5 separate regions of the Mus musculus genome follow, and regions 2, 3, 4 and 5 are each linked to region 1. The links are chromatin contacts, called in public HiChIP or PLAC-seq and promoter capture Hi-C maps. All regions are on one chromosome and are shown on one strand. The core of a region is the stretch at or near the end of the contact, and the rest is flanking DNA. Distances in the headings are between cores, read along the strand shown.

The links. Promoter capture Hi-C pulls out the DNA fragments that hold promoters and counts their contacts. HiChIP or PLAC-seq counts read pairs in DNA pulled down with a chosen protein or histone mark.
Region 2: a contact with region 1 is called in an H3K4me3 HiChIP or PLAC-seq map of pro-B cells, with 9 times the contacts expected there. The contact joins the promoter of Terf2 here to the promoter of Txnl4b in region 1. A contact is called at or near these places in 4 of 39 promoter capture datasets (hippocampal neurons, maxillary cranial neural crest, pre-B cells and 1 more) and 2 of 115 datasets of contacts at active chromatin or transcription factors (embryonic forebrain and pro-B cells).
Region 3: a promoter capture Hi-C map of stem cell-derived epiblast-like cells shows a contact between it and region 1, with 3 times the contacts expected there. The contact joins the promoter of Nqo1 here to the promoter of Txnl4b in region 1. A contact is called at or near these places in 8 of 39 promoter capture datasets (the 3T3-L1 cell line, cranial neural crest, frontonasal cranial neural crest and 5 more), 3 of 115 datasets of contacts at active chromatin or transcription factors (embryonic limb bud, embryonic midbrain and stem cell-derived neural progenitor cells) and 1 of 9 other capture datasets (embryonic stem cells).
Region 4: a contact with region 1 is called in an H3K4me3 HiChIP or PLAC-seq map of embryonic limb bud, with 6 times the contacts expected there. The contact joins the enhancer-like site here to the promoter of Txnl4b in region 1. A contact is called at or near these places in 8 of 39 promoter capture datasets (the 3T3-L1 cell line, cranial neural crest, frontonasal cranial neural crest and 5 more), 5 of 115 datasets of contacts at active chromatin or transcription factors (astrocytes, embryonic forebrain, embryonic limb bud and 2 more) and 1 of 9 other capture datasets (liver).
Region 5: a contact with region 1 is called in an H3K27ac HiChIP or PLAC-seq map of microglia, with 5 times the contacts expected there. The contact joins the enhancer-like site here to the promoter of Txnl4b in region 1. A contact is called at or near these places in 8 of 39 promoter capture datasets (the C10 cell line, cranial neural crest, frontonasal cranial neural crest and 5 more), 1 of 15 datasets of contacts at CTCF or cohesin (large pre-B cells), 1 of 484 Hi-C or Micro-C datasets (B cells), 5 of 115 datasets of contacts at active chromatin or transcription factors (acute myeloid leukemia, differentiating embryonic stem cells, extraembryonic endoderm stem cells and 2 more) and 2 of 9 other capture datasets (embryonic stem cells and liver).

The regions. Positions count from the first base shown.
Region 1 is chr8:109,564,566-109,567,174 of GRCm38.p6, reverse strand. Txnl4b (thioredoxin-like 4B) reads right to left here and starts at 1,283. Exons shown (of 4, transcript NM_175646.4): 1 at 1,112-1,283. Dhx38 (DEAH (Asp-Glu-Ala-His) box polypeptide 38) reads left to right here and starts at 1,314. Exons shown (of 27, transcript NM_178380.2): 1 at 1,314-1,684.
Region 2 is chr8:107,095,223-107,097,831 of GRCm38.p6, reverse strand. Terf2 (telomeric repeat binding factor 2) reads left to right here and starts at 1,284. Exons shown (of 10, transcript NM_001371065.1): 1 at 1,284-1,710; 2 at 1,808-1,903. The coding sequence starts at 1,323. Mir7075 (microRNA 7075) reads left to right here and starts at 1,726; the gene lies at 1,726-1,807.
Region 3 is chr8:107,401,923-107,404,531 of GRCm38.p6, reverse strand. Nqo1 (NAD(P)H dehydrogenase, quinone 1) reads left to right here and starts at 1,327. Exons shown (of 6, transcript NM_008706.5): 1 at 1,327-1,466. The coding sequence starts at 1,460.
Region 4 is chr8:107,463,941-107,466,549 of GRCm38.p6, reverse strand. All of the region lies in intron 4 of Wwp2 (WW domain containing E3 ubiquitin protein ligase 2), which reads right to left. Among named protein-coding and RNA genes, the nearest start is that of Gm39241, 16 kb to the right of the region's middle. Within about 2 kb of position 1,284, at least 15 of the 459 cell types and tissues checked have an H3K27ac peak or open chromatin away from gene starts, as enhancers often do. A contact at or near this core is called in embryonic limb bud, where this site is marked.
Region 5 is chr8:107,560,019-107,562,627 of GRCm38.p6, reverse strand. No RefSeq gene overlaps it. Among named protein-coding and RNA genes, the nearest start is that of Mir140, 10 kb to the right of the region's middle. Within about 2 kb of position 1,292, at least 126 of the 459 cell types and tissues checked have an H3K27ac peak or open chromatin away from gene starts, as enhancers often do. A contact at or near this core is called in acute myeloid leukemia, hematopoietic stem and progenitor cells, microglia and 1 more, where this site is marked.

The DNA.
Region 1 (2,609 bases), core at 34-2,533:
GTGCTGGGAGCTGAATCCCTGGTCATGTGGAAGAGCAGTCAGTGGTCTCAACCTCTGAGCCATCTCTCCAGCCTGTAGGTCACCCTTTAAATAGGGAAGCTGACTTCCAGGAGGGGTTTCATCAACTGTGAGTGTAGAACAAATTACTGATGAAAGAGAAACACAAAGAGAATTTGGACCCGTCTCGCCGTTAGAATTCACGTAAGCAAATCCCGTACTAGTAATAAAAAGAGGAAGGGGGAGTGTGGCGTGTCACCAGAGAGGGTCGGTGTGCTACAGGCCAGATGTTGGAAGGAGGGGGAAAGCGACACCACATCCAAGACAGTGTTCGCATGAGGGATGCAAATGGAGAATCATAAAAATTATGAACACTAAACACATTTGGAAAGCCAAGTTTTGCACGTAGACAAAGGATAGCAAGTTAAAAGGCAGATTTAAGAAATGCATTGAGTCTACAAACACCAAGTGAGACGGTAACACTCAGAATGGAGAGAGAGCGGAGGCATGCCTACTTCGTTGGAATTTGGATGCAAAAGCTCTTTGGAAAGAAAACTGGCCTCCTCTTTACACAACAGCTCTACTTTTGAGAATATGAACATAGACACAAAGACCTATGTTCATGTCTGTCAACAGGGCACTGATAGTAGTAGTCTTGCGAACTATCTTATACAGCTACTAAGAAAAGATTCGGAAGCAGTATGTAAAGTCTGATTCTTCTTTTTTGTAGAAACTTAACGTGTAATGCTTTCATAGGATAATGGAAATAAGCATCCTAAGATATAACCAAAGGACATATCTGAACATGAACTTATTTTCCAAGGATCTCGCTTAGTACCCCAGAGTGGCCTCAAACTTGTGGCAATCTTTATGCCTAAACCTCACAACTGCTGGGATTACAGCGGTATGTCACTTTAATCTACGTCAGGGCTGACGTCTACAAAACACCCAACGCATGTTTTTGATAAGAACCTGGTGGTTGGGTTCCCCCTGGTTCACAGGTGCCATGGAGGACACTTCGGTCTACATGTCAGCAACCCGGGCTCCTCCACCGGTTAGCTAGGGCACAACTGCCTCTTTCCTCACTGCCATCCTGGGAAAGACCCCAACTAACCTGGGCTGTATCCTTAGAAACGCTTCCTCCGACAGGAAAAAAAAAAAAAAAAAAAAAAAAAAATCCTCCCAAACGGAAGTGAGAAACACGGACGCAGAAAACGAACGTGCCACCGCGCGCCCCAGTCAATAGTCCGGTAATCCGACAAGATTATTTTAGTTCCTTTCCACTTTGCACTGGCCGCCAGCGACAGGAAGTGACGTCATTTCCGCCCTTAGTAAACATGGCCGGTCTCGTGTTGTCCTCCCTTGCACACCCCCGAGCCAGAGGCGGGGTGTTGACTCTTACGCCAAGCGCGATTGGTCGCAAGGAGACTCTGAACCCAGAGGAAGAGACTGAGGCTCGGAAGGCCTGTTCGCGGGGTTGCACTCTGGCGTCCCGGAACCCTGGATTTGTGGGCTGCTCTCGATGGTCTTTTTGGACGGATAGAAGGCTCCGCGCAGGGCATTATGGGACGATGATGGCCGCTTTCAAACAGCGGAATTTGCCTCTTTGAGACCCTCGGATCGAGCGGTGGCCGCGCTGGCGTCTCCAGATCAGGAACCGAAGGCCTCGAGAGTCGTGCTTGGTGAGGTGAGCGTCTCTTTCTCTTTCCAGATCTGTCCTTCGGCAGCCATGGCGGCTCCAGGCGGCCGGTGTCGGCTCGCGGCTTCTGTTTGGGCCCTGATTTCAGAGTTCCTCTAGTCCTTGTTACCCAAGTTTCTCTATTTGCTTGAGCGGAGAAGTTCATTCAGCCTTCTCCGGACTTTGTCCATGTTCTGGTCTCATCCCGGTGTTTGGGAACGGCCCCACGGAGATTCAGGGGTCCTCCCTGTGCCCTCGTTTAGGGCAGTACGCGAACCTGGTACCCGATAGTTGGAGAGCCTGGGTAGGGCTTCTGGTGCCTTCCTCCTGTCTCACTGAAGAGTCTCCACTAGATCTGGCGGATAATCTATAAGTAGAGTATTAACCCTAAGAGGAAAGGGCTCTTGTTTTTCCTTTATCGGTATTGTTGAGAATAGCAAGTGGATTAACGACGCATGCAGTAAGCAGTTGCTAACCTGAGAAGTCCATTGTGGCTTCTTTGTCACCGATGTTTCTCCATAGTCTGGCCGTGGACCGCTTTATTTGCTATTTTGAGCCGCTAATTAAGTCCTTCCTTGTCCTGTGTTGTGAATAATTTCCTGTCCAGAGAAATGTCTGACTTCCTGTTCGCTTTCAATAAATGATATCTAATCAGGTTTTTACTTTGCCATTTGTTAACAAGACAGACAGTAGTCTCTGCTTGCATGCAAATGACACTTTAGGATGTAAGTCGTTGTATCTCAGCCTTCCTGTCAAGATTTCTTAATATGCATATAAGATGCGACTTTGTTTCTCTCTTCTACCTCGGGAAACTTTTGCTTCTTCATCCACATTGTGTTGCAGCGCCCCTTGGGAGAGCTGTGCATGTTAATTAGAACACAGCAAAAGAAGTCTAGATTCAAAAGTCACAGTTCTCATGCTTTATAAACTTAAT
Region 2 (2,609 bases), core at 35-2,534, 2.5 Mb after region 1:
TAAACCCTGCCTTCTACTCAGTATCCAGCTGCCTCTCGCCTGAGCCTGAGTCTTCCTTCCTTCCCAGTAAATTTCTTGTGTGTGAGGTTTGTCGTATAGTGTGACTTTGTGATATTCCTTGGTTCTTGACTGCCAAGATACTTTCCCCTCAGAGCTATAACTTTTACACTGGGTGTAAAGACATGGACCACTGCACCAAACTTAAAAATCAGATTTTTTTTTTTTTTTGTAAACAAAAATAGATTGTCCAAGCATGCTCTGGATGAGTTCATGAAAAGCAATTGGAATCCAGGAGCAACAAGATAGATGGTTCAGTGGATAAAGATGCTTGCCAGAGACTAAGCCAGATGACCTGATTTCAGTCCCTAGGATCCACATAATGAAAGGCAAAAACCAACTTCTAAAAGTTATCCTTGGATCTCTGTGTATACACACACACACACACACACACACACACACACACACACAATTTGTTGAACCCTGAGCTACAGGAACCAGAAATAGTAACTCAGTTCATTTTAATACAATCCTCACGATGTCCACTTGACAGAAAGGGGCACAGGTACACAAACGGAGAAGTAACTTGTTCAAGGTTTACACAATAAGAAGCAGACCTGTCAGGATATCAAGGCAGATAGTTTAGCTCCTGTTAAGTAAGGCAAACAGGCTGGAATCACCAAGCAGCTTGGATTACCATAGCTAGGATTGCTTTAGAGAGTGGCTCCAAAGCCATGTTGTGGATGGGCTCTGACATGAGTTCAAAACTAGCCTGGGTAACTTTGCAGGGCCTGTCTTAGAATACATTTTTACTAGGTGGCTGGGGACAGTGCACGGTTGATAAAGTGCTTGCTCTAGAATGGCGAGGACCTCCGTTGATTCCCAGAACAAACCTATGTTTTAAAAAGAAAAAAAGTAAAAAAAAAAAAAAAAAAAAAAAAGGCTGGCCATGTTGGCACTATCTCAGCACTGCAACACAGAGGCAGAGTTCTATGTCTTGAGTTCCAAGCCAACCAGGGATACACAGTGAGACTCTGTGTCAAAACAAAACAAAGTAATTTCTTTCTACTGTACTGCTTTTCACAATTTGCGAAATGTCTAACATTATGCACGCGCTTATTTTTCATATTCTTTACACTGTCCCAAGTCTGCAGCGTAGTCTTCAAAATAGCGCGCCTGGCTGGGCTGTGTGGACTCCAATCCCCAGCAAGCATTGCAGCAGACACAAGAGGAACTACGGATGCCGAGGAGGTGGGTAGACCCCCCGCCGCCTCGGTCCTTTCCCTCCCAGAAGCCCGCGGGCGGCTCGGAACCCCGTCGGTATCATGGCTGCGGGAGCCGGGACAGCGGGCCCTGCTTCCGGCCCGGGCGTTGTGCGTGACCCGATGGCGTCACAGCCAAGGAAACGGCCCAGTCGGGAGGGCGGGGAGGGCGGGGAGGGCGAGCGGCGGTCGAACACGATGGCGGGAGGAGGCGGGAGCAGCGATAGCAGCGGGCGGGCGGCGAGCCGACGGGCATCGCGCAGCGGCGGGCGGGCTCGACGGGGGCGACACGAGCCAGGGTTGGGAGGCGCGGCCGAGCGGGGCGCGGGGGAAGCTCGCCTGGAGGAGGCGGTCAACCGCTGGGTGCTCAAGTTCTATTTCCACGAGGCGCTGCGGGCCTTTCGGAGTAGCCGGTACCGGGACTTCAGGCAGATCCGGGACATCATGCAGGGTGAGAGCCGGCTCGGGCCGCGGGGAGGAGGACATGGTTTTGGGGGGCATGACTTGGGGTCCGGGGCTCGCGGAGCCAACCATGTCTTCTTTCCCAGCGTTGCTTGTCAGGCCCTTGGGGAAGGAGCATACGGTGTCCCGGTTGCTGCGGGTTATGCAGTGTCTGTCGCGCATTGAAGAAGGAGAAAATTTAGGTACGGCTATTTTTTGTGTGTTCTTTTCTGGGCTTACTTACGTAGGGTTTTGTTATTTTCAAACTTAACATCCGGAACTGAAAGATTCCGGGTTAAAGTGCACTACTGGTTCCACCGCGGAGGGCTTTTTCATTCAACAGTGGTTGAATTCTCTAATTCCGGTTTTCTCCAGTTAAAGTTTCTTGGCTGTCTTTTGTTTTGTTTTCTCCCACCTGTTAATTGCACACCCATTTTTATTGCTACAAGTAAGTTACGTCAATAAGGACACATCTTTCTCCCTCTTCCTCCAAATAGTAAAGTGGGAACACTCTCCCATCCACACACAAGTTGAACTTGGCAGCTACTTAACAAACTCTCTTCATTGTTGGCCCCTTGTATCTGAGGAAGTTGTGTTATTCTGGATTTTGGAGGCAAACATATATGTTATAATTGAGCTGTATTAAAAAGTATTGAAAGATAGTCACTTAAAATACGTTGAAGCCAGCCGGGCAGTGGTAGTGCACACCTTTAATCCCAGCATTTGGGAGGCAGAGGCAGGTGGATTTCTGAGTTCGAGGCCAGCCTGGGCTACAGATCCAGTTTCAGGACAGCCAAGGCTACACAGAGAAACCCTGTCTTGAAAAACAAAAAAGAAATATGTTGATTGGAATTTGAACCATATATCAAGGACATAAACAAATAAATGCAAACTTTACTGGGTCTGTAT
Region 3 (2,609 bases), core at 78-2,577, 2.2 Mb after region 1:
GTGCAGGAATGTACCCTCCCCAAAGTACCTCCCCCATAGGAACAAGAATCTGCCTCCCTAATAAGTTCTCACCTTTTCTTTGTTTGGGAAGTGCGTTGCTTTAAAAATTGTCCTTGGTCTCTTTGCCTGCTGCAGCTGATATTTCTTTCTTCCCTCTTATAGCCCATTGTGTTACTTCGGCTTTGCCCTAACCGGAATGAGACTCCACTGAGATCCATCACAAGGGCTGTCACTAGCCTGTCACCACAGGAGACTGCACGTGTGTCTTTCCCTCACTGTCAGAATTTATCAGATAACAGGAAAGTTGAGCTCTTTTAATGATGGCAATCTGTTATAATGTCTACCCTACTTTGGGAGCTTGACCAAGGCACACACATACATGTAGGGTCTTTATTCCAACCCTTTTTCTTTCTTTCTCTGTTTTTGAGACAGGGTCTCACCTATGTAGCCCTGGCTGTTGTTCTAGCACTAGCTATGTGGACCAGTCTGGCCTTAAACTCAGAGATCTGCCTGCTTCTGGCACCCAAGTGATGGGATTAAAAGCATGTACTAGTCGTGGTGGCGCACTCCTTTAATCCCAGCACTTGGGAGGCAGAGGCAGGTGGATTTCTGAGTTCGAGGCCAGCCTGGTCTACAGAGTGAGTTCCAGGACAGCCAGGGCTACACAGAGAAACACTTCCCTGTGGCTGCTGTCTCCTGCCAGCTTTGCTCTGGCTTCCTAGAGAGTCGCACAGATGAGTTCCCCGTTACCTGGTCACCGGGGGCAAAGTTGAGGAGACCCAAGTGTGTATACCCAGGGAGCAGTTTTTGCAGTTTCTAAGAGCAGAACGCAGCACGAATTCATTTCACACGAGGACAAGTCTCTCTGAACTTTCAGTCTAGAGTCACAGTGAGTCGGCAAAATTTGAGCCCATCCGTTTTGCTGCCCCACCCTTCCCCTAGCGTGCAAAGGTGACTTCCCACGGCTGAGTGAGGACTAATCTACACAGGCTGATTATGTAGGCAGGTCCCACGAAGCTCGAAAAATTCTGTTGGAAATTTCCATTTTGTACCCAGGAGGTCTTGGGACAGGGAGCAGATGAATTTATTCAATATGTCCCCATATCCTCAAATTCTCTCTCACTCCCTTGCTCCCGGGGAACCCTTTTGACTTCCATATACAGGAGTCCTAGTCCAGCCCCAAACTGCTTCTCCCTGCCAAAAACTTGGTATCTTCCCAAGATGCCTCTGGGTTCTGGAGTCCAGCCCCGCCCTCGCTGGCTGCTCTGCACAGTGGGCTGGGCGGGCATAAGCAGGATATAAAGCCTTCGCTCAGCCCATACCCCAAGGCTCAGCTCTTACTAGCCTAGCCTGTAGCCAGCCCTAAGGATCTCTCCGAAGAGCTTTAGGGTCGTCTTGGCAACCAGCTGCTCAGCCAATCAGCGTTCGGTATTACGATCCTCCCTCAACATCTGGAGCCATGGCGGGTGAGTGTGGCGCCAACTCCAGTCTGATTTACTCTGAGGAGGATGTAGGGGCTGGCTGTGAGTTTTGTTCCTTGCCTCAAAGAGGAAAAGTGAGGTGGTTAGGAACCTGGATGAGCCTCGGTTAGTCTCTGGAAGGAGAACTTCTTCTCAGAACCAGCGATGCAGATTATTCTGCAGCCCAAGTTCACCCGTGGGCAACTCTAGCATTGCCCCTTCTACACCGTTCCTTAACAGAGCTGCCACTCCCTGTACCGCGTTTGGACTATTTAGAAAAAGGGTAACATGTGTCCTAGGTTGGCCTTAAAGCTGCTGTATAGTGAAGGATAGCCTTGAACTTGGGGTCTTATTGCCTCCACTGCCTAAGTGCCAGGATTCTAAGTGCATATCACCACGCCTGATTTCTACGGCTCTGGGAATTGAATTGAAACCAGGACTTCCTGCATACTAGACAAACTCTCTACCACCTGAGCTCTGTGCACATCCCCAACCTAGGCCAGATAGTATTTAACCATTTGGAAATACGTTGCTAACATTTAGAAATGCAAGCAGGCAATTTACAGGGACCACTGCTGGGCTTGGTGGCACCCTGGAGGCAAAGGCAGGCAAATTTCTTTTAAGTTCCAAGGTAGCCTGGTCTATAGATCCAGTTTCGGGACAGTCAGAGCTACATAATGAAGAGAGACTGTCTCAAACAAACTAACAAACCAAACCGCAGATTTTTAAAAGGGGTATCACCACTTTGTGAAACAAAACGGGAAGATGTGGAGATGGGTACAGGGAGCGTAGCTGAGAAGGAGTGTAACAGAATCGGAGCCTAATTCCAGTCTACCTGGCTCTGGAAAGTTTCTACTGTGACCCTGGAGCAGGAAATCCGATTTGTTAATTGGTCCATTTTTGTGACAGTCTCCTCACTTTGCCATCAGCCCAGGGGAAGGCAGGGGAGAGTCCTTGGCAGTTACCACCACATTATTGTCTAGTGTTTGACTGGCATCTACTGCGTTCTTGGCCAAGTAGCCTCCAGGGCTAAGTACTTCCCAACAGGGCCTGGCTCTGAGTTCTGGGCAGCAATTAGGTTTAGGTGTTTCCTCTGTTGGGGCGGGACTTAACTTTTTGGAGTTCCTTTCCCTTTAAAACTATTTCAGA
Region 4 (2,609 bases), core at 35-2,534, 2.1 Mb after region 1:
GCTGTGCTTATGTGCTAGGATGCTCAATGGGTTTGGGGCATTAAATTCAAGTTCAGCTTAAAAAATTCTTAGCCTGAGAAAGGTTTACCCTGGCATTATCTCTTAAGTTGAAGAGTAACTACATATGGATCCACTTATAGCTACAATTTCTAAATAATATAAACAGAATTCAAAACACATTGAATTAAGCTTTCATGATTACAACATAATGAGAAGATAAATGAATACTTTTAACTTTGAAGCCTATATTGCTTTCTTTCAATTTTTTTCCTCTTGCTATTTTTTTTTTCATTTTATGTGTTTGAATGTTTTGCTTCCATGGCTATGCGTATACTGCACACATACCCGGTGTCTGCAGAGGATGAAAAAGGGTGTTAGATCCCCTACAACTGGAACTGCAGATGGTTGTAAGCTGCCATGTGGGTGCTGAGAACAAAACTTGGGTCCTCTGGAAGAGCAGTACTATAACTACCCATCACACTAGGCCATGCTTTTCATTTTTAATCTTGGAAAGACCCACATACATCACACATTTATGCTGCTTTTGTGAACTGGAGGACTGTTGGTGACACCTAATCCCAGGAGCAGGAGAAAAAGTCTCTGGATCTAGTTTTACCATGAACTTTCCATGAGTTAGAAACACTTGGTCTCAGTGGCTTACCAGGTTCACAACTATAACTAACTGGTTGTGCAGGACTGGTTTATCTGTCTCTACCATGAGGCCTGCTCAAAGCACAGCAGCTCACAGCTCTTAGTGTCCTGGGCACTGCCTCTCCCAGCTCAACACACCCCACAGTCCCTTTCACCCCCCCTCCTTGTCAGATAAAAGAACTGAAGGGTTTTACAACGTTACATTTAAAACTGTGGAACTGAATGGCAACCTTTCACATTGCTCCTTCTCCTCATCCCAGTCAGCCTGCAAGGTTCAGGAGTTTGATTTACCTTTAAGTTGGAAGTGGGGGAAAACAGCAGTCTGTTTACTTTACAATAAATGCACGCACTGTCTGCTGGGCACCACAGCCCACCCACTAGAAGCCTCCATGCTCGGAAGCCTGGGAGGAGGCTAACTTCTGAGTGGCTAGTCTGTTCTCTGGAGGTAAAGCCTGGTGACAAACTTCTGCTTATATGATGTTTAAATAAACAGGGAGCTGTTTGCTTTCTTTCTTTCTTTTTTTTCTTTTTCTGATCTGAGAAACACACATGGGGGAAAGAAAAGAGCTACACATAAGTGGGCAAGAGCAAGGAGCTTTACAAACAAAGCTCACTTCAGCACGCGCTGCAGAATGAGTGTGGCAAATCTCAAGCTGTCCTTCGCATTATAGATCCAAGGGAATGAACAAGCCGCACAGAGGATGCTGAGAGCCAGCCTTCTCCTCTGGAGAGGAGGAATGTTACAAAGAAGCCTGACAGCCCCAACTGGAATTAGAGGGCCCATTCAGTGCGAATTCATGGTGCTTAGTAATAGAAGCACGGAGATGGTGCGCATCACGTATAGAACCCCATCAGAGAGCTGGGGAGATAGCTCACTGGATAAAAGTGCTTGCCACTCAAGGTATAACCCTAAGTTCAAATACCGAGAACCCACATAAAAGCCAGACGTGTACACAAGCATCTGTACTCTCTGCGCGCCTATGGAGAGATGGGAGGATCCCAGAAACTCATGGGCCTGCTAACCTGGGATATGCAGCAAAATAACAGAGCCCCTGCTTCAAACAAGGTGGAAGGTAAGGACAGACACCTAAGGTTGTCATCTGACCTTGTGTACACACTGGCATGCTTGCATTCTATGCACACACAAAGGGATATTTTTTGGTTTCTGTTTGAGACAGTTTCACTATGTAGACCAGGCTGACCTCAAACTCACAGAGATCCAACAGTCTCAGCCTCCTAAATTCTGTGTAAAGGTGTGTACCACTATACTAGCTAATTTTTTAAGACTATTTATTACGCCAGGTGTGGTGGCACACGCCTTTAATCCCAGCACTCGGGAGGCAGAGACAGGCAGATTTCTGAGTTCGAGGCCAGCCTGGTCTACAGCGTGAGTTCCAAGACAGCCAGGGCTACACAGAGAAACCCTGTCTCAGGAAAAAAAAAAAAAAAGACTATTTATTACTTAAGGAACAAAAGAAGCCTGTCAGAACCAGGCATGATGGCATGAAGCATAACAGGCTTTCAGCTTAGCTACTTGGGAGACTGAGGAAGGTCACTAAGTTCAAGCCCTGCCTGGGTTATGATGCAAATCCAAGGCCAACCTGGGCAACTTAAACTCAGACCTTGTTTCCAGATGGAAACATAAGAAGGGGCTGGGCTGTAGCACAGAGGTAAATCCTGCAGATGCTACCCTTGTCAATGTGAGGCCCGAGAATTAATCCTGTTCCTGGGAAGAAGGGGAAGAGAGCCCTGGCAGGATGATGGCTCAGCAGATAGAGACACTGCCACTCCTGAGGATGTGAGTGACCTTGGTCCCTCAGCCACACACGGTGAGAGGAGAGAGCACAATCCTGAAAGATGCCCTCTAACTTCCACACAAGTCCACATGAACATCCACACAGAGGAAATAGACAGAGAATTAAATAAATGTTTTTTGTTTTTTCTTTTTTTTTTTTTAA
Region 5 (2,609 bases), core at 43-2,542, 2.0 Mb after region 1:
ACCCTGAAATTTATATCCAGTAGACAGCAACCCCCTTCCCCCACTCTTGGCAATTACTATTTACTTTTTATCTGCAGTTCTGGCCACTTCATATAAATGGAACCTTCGTGTTTTTCTTTTTGTGGTTTGCTTGTGTCACTTGGTTGCTACAATGAAGACATTGGAATGGGAGCTGAGGATGTAGCTCCGTTGATATTGCGTGTGCTTGCCTATTATTCACAAAGCCCAGAGCTCAGCCCCCAGCCTCTGTTGTGCAAGCCCAGCACTTGGAAGCCGAGGGAGGGAAAAACAAAGGTCAAGGTCATTCTCGGCTCGCTAGCAAGTTCAAGGCCAGCCTGGGATCCCTGAGACCCTGCACGGAAGAGGGCGAGTGGAGCAGGGGAAACAGCTTAGGAGGTAAAGGCGCTTGCCACCAAGGCTGATTTTGATTTGATTGATTCTCTGAACCCACCTGCAAGTTGTCCTCTGACCTCCACACTTATGCAAGGGCATGGGTGCCCCCTCCCCCCATAAATTAGTTTAAAATGTAACAAAAATCTTATAAATCTGTTACACCTGCCAAGGCATGTGCTCCTGACGTCATCACTCTTGAGGTGAAGGCAGGAGAAGCAGCTGTTCAAAGCCAGCCTCAGCTACGGAACAAGTTTGGGGTTAACCTGGGTTAACCTGAATGAGCGCTTGTCTCAAAAATGAACAGGGCTGGGGAGGTGTCTCAGTGGGTCAGAATGCTTGAGGACCTGAGCCTGAATGTCCAGCACCCATGCAAAAAGCTTGAATGGCTGCTCAGAACTTGCCGCCCCAGCATTGAGAGGCAGAGACAGGCAGATGTGGGAGCTGGCCGGCTGGCCAACCTGCTTTGCTAAAACAGCTTCTGGCTCCATGACAGCCCATCTCAAACCAGCAACTGTGCGGAGCTGCAGCGGGAGACACTTGCTCTGTCCACAGCATGTGCACATACAGGGGCTTGCAGCCTAGTACTCACATGTACCCCCCACCCCCATGCACAGAGAGTTACAACAAAGCCGAAAGAAATCAAACCGAGGCTTCCAAAATGGCACAGCAAATTCTTGCTTCACTTTTCTGATGTAAATAACAATAAAGCCGCACAAAATAGAAGCCCAGTTTAAAGCCTAGATCTCGATGCTTTCGGTCAGAGGCTGACTGTGCAAAGCACTAAGCAAGGCTCAAACTGGGGAAACGGGAAGCATTTATAACGTGCTGCTACACAGCGTAAGTAAGGGTAATCGGAAGACAGGAAAGGGAAACCAGACACTGTAGCCCATGCCTGACGAGGTCACGAGTGTGTGTGGGGCACAGTAAAGAAACTGCTGACGTGACCTCTCCATTAAAGACGATTAGAAAGCATCTGGGAAGAAATGAAAGCAGATGGGACATGGCCAGAGTTAGGAAGCAGGAGAGAAGGCACGGGGGTGGGGTGGGGGTGGTGGTAGTGGGGTGGTGGGGAAGGTGGAGAGGAGAGGGGAAGGGAGAGAGAGTGCACACCAGAGAGCAGAGACTAGAAAATACTGAGAGCACACGTCGGGAGGGTTCTAAGTACGAAGAGTAGCTGTGGCGAGGGACAACCTTTGAGGGTGGAACACTCATTTCACAAGTCCCAGAGGTTTTCATTTCTCCACCAGAAGTCATCTGGAGGGCCTGAGACCTAACAATGGGGAGTTGCTGGTGTGGTGACAGGTCTGAATAGCTCCAGTACTGAAAGCAACTGACTGGGACCAAAATGGCTGAGGGACCAAAGAGTGTTGGGGACCTTTGGGCACAGACCATTTGTGTGTCTGAATTTGAACATTTTACATTTTTAAAACAAAAGTGTGCTTGGGTATGGGTGTATGTGTGTGTTTGTGTGTCTGCTATCCCAGTGGTTGGGACAGAGCAAGAGGATCAAGCCCCAAGCTGTGCCTCACGGCAAGAACTGTCTCAAAACCTAAGAAACCCTCCTGTGCACACCAATCTAGCTTCCAGGAGTGTCTCCTAGGGGCCCGCCTGAGGTCATAGGACAAAGCTACGCAGACACTGGCAAGCGGCTGGACCATCAGCGCGCAGCTCACCTCAGGAATGCAATGGGTCTGCTACAGAACATTCACGGTATGAATGACACGTGACAGTGAAGGAATGAAACCCATGGTGACCAACATGAGAAGTGCCACCCACATCTCATTAATGAAAGAAGTCACTCAACAGCTTGGCACCATAGAGGCAGAATGCTGTGGAGTTTGGCACTACCCTGGTCTACATAGTGAGTTCCCAGACAGCCAGGCTATATAGTGTGATCCTATCTCAAGAAAACAAAACAACAAAAACTTTACTATGAAACTTTTGTGTATCAGGTGAAAGTTCCTCATAATTTTATCAAAATATAATGTTTCCTCAGCAAGTGGGAAAAGAACCCTTTGGAAGGGCAAAGAGCTAGGTTTTGTGTACTTAGCTAGAACACAGACCTGTTTTTAAGTCCTCACGCCCCAAAATAAGACGGGGGTGGGGGAATGAGAAAGGGAGAAGGCTTTGGAACTGACAGAGGTGAACTGGTCAGTAAAACTGCAAGGCAGCCAGTCTCTGTCTCCTGGAATCAACACAGAACGTGGGAGTCATTT